Linked DNA regions of Ovis aries: region 1 is linked to region 2. Evidence: chromatin contacts called from public Hi-C data. All regions are on one chromosome and are shown on one strand. The core of a region is the stretch at or near the end of the contact, and the rest is flanking DNA. Distances in the headings are between cores, read along the strand shown. Region 1 overlaps PLCL2 (phospholipase C like 2). Region 2 holds the start of PLCL2 (phospholipase C like 2).

Region 1 (3,449 bases), core at 535-3,034, 150 kb before region 2:
CAGATTCAGTTCCCATGATTCAAATAGGTACAGTTATAATCCTCGCCATAAGGGTAGACGCTCGCTTTTTGTATTTATCTTTTAAAATTAAATTTTCATTTCATAGTGGAGTATAGCTGACCTACATGTTGTATTAGTTTTAGATGGACAGCTAAGTGATTCAGTTATACATATATCCATTCTTTTTCTGCTTCTTTTCCTATACAGGTTATTACGGAATACCGAGTATGCTTCTCTGTGCTATATAGTAGGTCCCTGTTGATTATTAGCTTTTTGTATTTAAATGTCCAAATATTTCATGTGATAATATTACTCATCTCTGCTGCATCACCATTTTACTTTATATAACAAACACCGCTCCAACATTTTCCATTCCTTAAATTCTGCCTAGTTTTGCTTTATAGTACTTATCGCCAGCTGCCACAGTAATTATTTTATAGAAACTAAATGTATGTAGGTTGGATTATTTATATAACTTGAAAAGCACCATATTTTATTAGTTGCACTTATTTAAACTAAAGCATAACCAACACGCCTCTTAAGAAGTACACCAGATTCTTAAAGTGAGTCACACAGCATCTATCGACTTCCACTGTTCTAAGAAAATGACAGCAAACACTGTGAAGTCTGAAGGTCAAAGCAGGTGTTCACTCAGGCCTTCATTCATCATCTGTGAGGCTCCCTAGGGGCAGCCCTTGAACGCACACTGGGGCCTGCAACCTAAAGGACCCAGTCGCTGTCTGCAGGAAGTCTACAGCCCCATGGCAGGCCTCCCGCTTAGGAATTCAGTCTTTCCACACTTGGTCTTCAAGATCTGAGTCATTCCTGTAAATTAAAATACTCTACTTTACAGCTCGACATACTGAACAGGCAGTGACAGAAACGAATAGTTCAGAACTCGATGATACCGATGGAAAGTCATTTGTACCATTCCACAATTTGCATACCGAAAAGGTTCAGACCGTCATCAGTAACCTTTCTCAGCTCTGATGTCGAGCCAAATAAGAGACACCAAGAAGCCAGGACGTCTTCCAGCAAGGATGCTGGCTGTCCCAGCTCAGTGTCAAAGAACTGGCCAATCGTGCCTCCCTCATTCAAGCTGAGGGAGAAAAAAGCAGCGAAAGGCACCTGGCCGTGAGACAAGTGGGCAGTGCCAGAGTGGTAACAACCGCGAGGGAAGACTCGGGCCTCCAGGCAGCCTGTGCGGGAAGGTGGTAGGTCCGCGCCAGGGGAAGCGGGGGTGCAGGACAGGCGCAGCTTCACGTGGGTTCCTTGGCTTCGTCACCGAGCGCGAGACCATAAATGTGGCGAGCCATAGTTTATTTCCCACCTGCAAGCTGCGTTTCATGAAAAGCATGATGAGGGTTCACAATAATGCGGGCATCAGAGTAGGGGAGGCTTGTGGCTGGAGCCTGCAGAGAGCAACGTCCCCGAGGACTCCCCTCCCACCTGGGGGCCAGGCACCTCCAGAGGCCCCAGGTTAGCAGAATGAGCAGGCCTTCCTGTCCTGCGCTCACTGATACTAGCTTTGTTTGCAAAGCCTGCTGTGACAAGGCTCAGAGCAACAACAGCTCACATTTTTATTCTTAGAAGCATCTTCCAGTTTCAGGTATCGCCAAAGGTGCTGCACCTTTAAGCGCAAAAGACACAGCAGGGCTTTAGAAGCGCACGCTCCACCTCGAGGAGCTGGAGACGGACACCCCCTGCCCGAGCTCTGTGACGCGGGAGGACCCGTCCTCTGCCCTGGGGACGACGAGGCCCTAAAGCTCCCCAAGGGGGACCCTGAGGGTGCTGAGCAAGCGTGAAGGGCAGGAGGCCCGGAGCCCCAAGCAGATGGTACTCACAGAGCAGAGGTCTACCGCCGCTGCCCACGTGCTCCCGGGCTGACACCAAGACCCCTGAGGCAGAGCACGGCATGGGCCGGCTCAGCACCAAGTCCTCCTCCCAGTACCTGGGGACGGAGCAGCCCCTGAGCTGCACGCAGCATCTACACCACGGAGGTGGCCAACAGCCCAGGGAAGGGAGGCAGGCACCGGGAGGAGGCAGGGCAGCCCCATCACCGAGTGCAGCGCAGAGCAGCGGGGCTCCACGGGGACCGGCCCAGGAGACGGGGTCACCAGTCAGCAGAGCCCAGACATGGGAGGGAAGAAAGCCCCCAGGCCTCAGCGGGGGCGACTCCCTTGCCCCACCTGTCACAGAGTGAACTCAGCATCCCCCTGGGGAGGAGGAGCTGCCGGTTTGGCCCGTTTTGCAGCTGCAGAGCACGTATTTATAATGAAGCTTGTAGTTCCGACCGCGGCATGACTCCACGAACGCTCTCGGTGTCTGCGTCCCTTCTCCTCAGGGTGGGGCCCATCGGGCCTCCAGCTCCTGGGAGGGCCTGGGGCCGGGAGGGCTGGGCTGGGCTGGCCTTCCCACCCGCCTGCCTGGCGGGCCGAGGTCTGGCTCCCACTTGGCTGACAACTCTGCCCAGAGGCGCTGAGGGCGCGGCGGGGACACGTGGGGCATCATGAGCTCGGGGCAGGACCACCCTCGGGCCGGGTCCGCCAGGCTGCAACGCTGCCGTTATTGATGGTCTAAGTGCCCGCTGAGCGAGTCAGAGTGAGCGTGTCCACGCCTCCCCGGCCCCGGGGAACCACCAGCGCTCTTCATCTCGCCAGGCCCACGGGAGGCGGGCGGTGGCACTGGTTCCACGGATGTGAACTCGGAGGACTCCAGAGCGAAGCCACTTTCCCAAGGCCGCCTGGCGTGCAGGCAAAGGCCGTAACTAAGGGCTGGGGCACAGATATCGCGCGTGACTCGGGGCCTCCGCGGCGCCCACGGTACCACGCCAGCTCCTGACCACAAGCAGAGCTGCCCGAGAGGAGAGCGCACCCCAACCAGGACAGGGGCCAGAGGCAGGGGACGCTCGGCCTCCCAACAGGCTACAGACGGGACAGACAGCACCTCCATCCTGATGTGGGCCCATGAGTGTGGTTTAAATAACGTTTCTACAAAGCACTTTGCGAAGCTATTTTCTTAAGGACATCGGTAAACAATTTCCTGAGCTCCACTTATCAATTCATTATTAAAAAACAGAAGTCATTTATGCGTAATGTGAAACCAGTAGAATATGCATCTCAGGCTAGACAAAAGCAGATAGATGGGGCATGACATCAGGGATGAGCTGAAGGGAAAAACTGCTTTCAGTTATCTAATTTTCTCTGCATATATTACATTAATATATCACCATAATGCAAGGCCCGGCAGAGTGACTGGTTTTATAACCATGATTTGCATTAATGCCAATACATTCATCAACACTCCTTAAACGCACAGGTGTTAAGTCTCCGAGCTGACATCAGACCCCCAGCTGCCAGCCCAAGTGACTTAGCACATGGACCCTCGTAGTGTTTACAAGGCGCAAGATGCTTCTACAGTGCTGTTAAAGGCTTCCCAGGCGGCGCCAG
Region 2 (3,810 bases), core at 1,288-3,787:
AAGCTGGATCCTTCAAGACGCCAACTGAAAGGCAGTAGATACTGAGTAATTACCTATTTAAATATAGCATACCCCTGCCCTCCAACCCAGGCTTGAGCAACTTTCAACACTACTTCCATAGTCTTACAGGGTATTAAGAAAATGCACATTGAAAGCAGAGGCAAGAAAAAGGAGTCAATTTGGGAGAGAGAGGACAATAAATAAGATAAGACTGGTAAATTCCAACCAACCATTTTAGAAATTAAAAGAGCCTAGAAAAAACATGTACTTTCTTACCATTTCTCCATTCATTCAGGAAGCAATATACTGAACCCCTAACTTCCTCACAATAAATGTCTAGGGACACACCTGAGAACAAGGGAACAACTGCCTTCACTAGAAAGAAGAAAAATGAGGACGATGCCCGGCTAAGTTTCAGAATTCCATTGCTTTCTGAGTAATTAATCAGTTCCCCATGTGCTTCTAGAATCTTCAAGGAAGAAAGAATATCTACCAACAAGTTCTCAATTCCACATATCAGAAATGTTGGTAAACCATCCTTCCTAATCTCCCATGAATGTAAAATTAAAACAGATGCTGCTATAATTAAATAAGTTACACTGTGAACCCCATTGCAGACACCAATAAAATCTGAATTTTTTTTTTTTTTGAAGTGCAAACACAGGCCCTCCAAAAATATTGAGGCAGAGGCGTTAAGATGAGCTTGCACCTTCTCTGGAATTTCCACCACAAAGCAAAAATCACCACAAGTTATCTAGCAACCAATAAAACCAGGTATGACACGTAACTCTGTCAATGGGATTGATTACCACGCCTGGCTGAGAGCAACTCCCATGGCAACATAAGCGACAGAGTAAAAGAAAATATAAGTCCCTAAAAGCCAGGTGAGTGTGCAGCAAACATCCACTTTGCTCTCCTTAGTTCAGCTCTAAACACCTCCTGCAGATGGTCCATGCACTTGACCTTTAAGTCCTTTAACCGTGCCCTTTCTCAGAGGTAAACTGGGCAAACAGATGACAAAGCAAAAAGCAGTTTCACAACTGCCTGTTACATGGAGTTGCAAGGTGCTATATTTCACCAGATAAGTGCAGAAGCTGATAGCACCATCGGACACTGACACGCTCCTCAGAAGGTCCCTGTAGGTCCAGTTAAGTTTCAAACACCCCGAGTGCCAGTCCTCTTCACTGGGGCCCATCCTACCCTCCTTCCCACAGGAAGGGTGGGTGCAGGCCCATCACGGTGCTTCGGTGCTCACTGTCCCGGTGACCTCTCAGTTTTCAGAAAGCAACGTTTTCATATTTGCTCCAAACTTGAGCAGAAAGAGCTGGTCCTGCCTAAAGGCTCTGATCTGATCAGCTCGTGGATCATTTATTTTTTTCACTTCATGTCTCGAGAAATAGGTTTACCTTGCAGACCAGAAAATAATGTTCGAATGAAACCACCACAAACTCAGGAGTTCCTAGTATTACTCCTGGAGTTTAAGAGGCACCAAACGCTGACTTCCTTCTGCCAAATAACACCAGGCAAAAAGATATCAATACCAAGCAAACTGCCCAAAAGAACTTCCACAGAAGTGGAGGCCTGCCTGCTGCAGCAACCAAAAGACTAAAACCCCGCAGGACTGTAATCTCCCAGAGCGTCTGACCCTAAGAAAGCTGAGAGGTGCCTGGACCTTCAGAAACCTACTCCATTTCTCTTGAGTTGACCAGGGATTTGTGCACCCTCTGAGTCTCGTCATTGGCAAGAGGCAACTTACAGACCCATCGGAAGAAAACCCTACTGAAGAATCTCTGTTCGCTTGCCTGCGATTCTTAAGAAAATGTTTCACATGATCACCAACTGTCTTTAACATACAATAGAGACCGAGCAGGGGGTCTGTTCCACCAGCCAAGGCCACCGCTGGCAGAGGGTGCCCTGCCGGGCAGGTACCGGGCCATCACTGCAGGCGAGCCCTGCAGAGGTGACAGCCCCGAGTCCCAGGGGGCTGAGCACAGCTCCCCTGCACCCCTTTCCATCCTCCCCAAACGCCATACGCACCGGTCCCCGCTCTGCCGCCCGCAGCGCCGCCGGCGCAGCCCCGGTTCTCGGGAGCTGGGGGCTCCCCCTCCAGCCTCCCAGTCCTGCCGCCCGGGGAAGGACCCCCGCCCCCGGATGGAGAGGGGCGGGCGACGCGCGCCCCTCTCCCACCTACCTTGATGATGCTGCTCCGGCGGGGCAGGCCGCCCGGCTTGCTGTCCCGGGGGAGCGGGCAGGCAGCCGGGCCGGGGGCCGCGGCGAGCGCGGGGCCGACCCGGGCTTCGCCCCCGGGCGCGCCGAGGCTGCAGTCTCCGTTGGAGACCCCGGCGCTGTCACAGTGCGCCCGCCCGGGCCCGGGCCGCCCGCCGCCGCCGCCCTCCCCGGCCCCGGCCCGCAGGGCGCCCTTGGCCGCCAGGACCGGGCCCGGGGAGGAGGGCAGGGCCCCGCCGGCGGCCCCCCGGCCGCGCTCCGCCATGGGCGCCCCGCGACCCGCCAGCACAAAGCCGCGTCCCCGCGTCCCCGCGTCCCCGCCGCCCGGGCCGCGCGGCCCCTCCTCCGCCGCTCCGCCCGCCGCCGCCTCGGCCGCTTCTTCCGCTTCTTCTTTTTTTTTTTTTTTTAATTTCGATGTGCTGTCGGCTTCGGGCTCGCCTCGCGCGCGGTCAGAGCCGCGGCGGCGGGACTATCGGAAGGTTCCTGCAGGGGGAGAAAAGAGACGCGGTCAGGCGGCCCGGGGCCCGGGGACACGCCCGGCACACGCGCCGCGGGCAGCGCGCGGCCCGGGGCGACGAGGGAAGGGGCACTGTCCGGGGACGAGGCGCCCTCCCGGGAGACGAGGCGCTCTCTGGGGACGGGGCACCCTCCATGGGACGGGGCACCCACCTCGCGGGATCCACCCGGAGGACAGGGCGCCCTCCAGGGGACGGGGCACCCACCGCGGGGGACACCCGGCACCCACCGCGTGGGACCCACCGCGGGGAACCGGGCGCCCACCCCGGTGACGGGGCGCCCTCCCGAGGGACGGGGCGCCCCGAGCCGGCGCTCCACCCGGGACGGAAACGCCCGGCACACGAGCCGCCGCGGGCGCCAAGAACGCCGCGCGGCCCGGGGGAGAAGGGGCGCCCTCCTCGGGCTCGGGGCAGCGGCGGGCGCCCCGACGCGCCCCGGCCACGCGGAGGCTCCTCCCGAGGCCCCCGCGGCCCAGGGCGGGCGGGGGCGTCTCCCCCGACCCCAACCCCGCCGATGCTGGCGCGCGCCGGGCCCGCCGCGTACCCCCGGGGTCAGCGCAGGGCGGGCAGGGCGCCCGGGACCCGCCCGCCCCCCCGCCTCCTCGGGGCTCCGCGCCGCCCCCTGCGGGCCGCGGGGACCCTCCCCTCCCCGGACGCACCGCGGCCGCCCGGCTCCCGCTCCAGGTCGCCGCCGTCGCGGCCGCTCCCGCCGGGCCGGCTCATCGGGCCGCGGGGACCTCGCTGCCCGGCAGACGGCGACGGTGGGCGGCCGAGGGTCGACGGAGGCCCCCGGCCCCTCCGGAGCTCTGGCAACCGCCCGTCAGCCGCCGGCGCCCCGAGGGGCCGCGAGCGAGCAGGCCACTGGCCGGCTCCGCCCTGCGCGCGGGACGAGGCCCCAGAGCCTTCTCCTCGGGGTCCCCCTCCGCGGGCCAGACCCGCTGCACGTGCAGAAACCGGCTCGGTTCTCCTGAACCGGGCATCTGTGAGCGGGGTCAACCCGTGGCAAGGACGCTGGGGCCGGCGGAGGGGACAGCGAGAGACGAGAAGCCGGGGACGCGGGCAGAGCCCA

The links. A called contact is a pair of places that touch in the nucleus more often than the background predicts.
Region 1: a contact with region 2 is called in a Hi-C map of muscle, with 4 times the contacts expected there. The contact joins the enhancer-like site here to the promoter of PLCL2 in region 2. A contact is called at or near these places in 2 of 16 Hi-C or Micro-C datasets (blood and muscle).

What each region holds. Positions count from the first base shown.
Region 1 is chr1:275,066,341-275,069,789 of ARS-UI_Ramb_v3.0, reverse strand. The region is part of intron 3 of PLCL2 (phospholipase C like 2); the gene reads right to left. Among named protein-coding and RNA genes, the nearest start is that of PLCL2, 150 kb to the right of the region's middle. Within about 2 kb of position 1,784, at least 4 of the 54 cell types and tissues checked have an H3K27ac peak or open chromatin away from gene starts, as enhancers often do. A contact at or near this core is called in muscle, where this site is marked.
Region 2 is chr1:274,913,971-274,917,780 of ARS-UI_Ramb_v3.0, reverse strand. PLCL2 (phospholipase C like 2) reads right to left here and starts at 2,537. Exons shown (of 4, transcript XM_060396699.1): 1 at 2,192-2,537. The coding sequence starts at 2,491.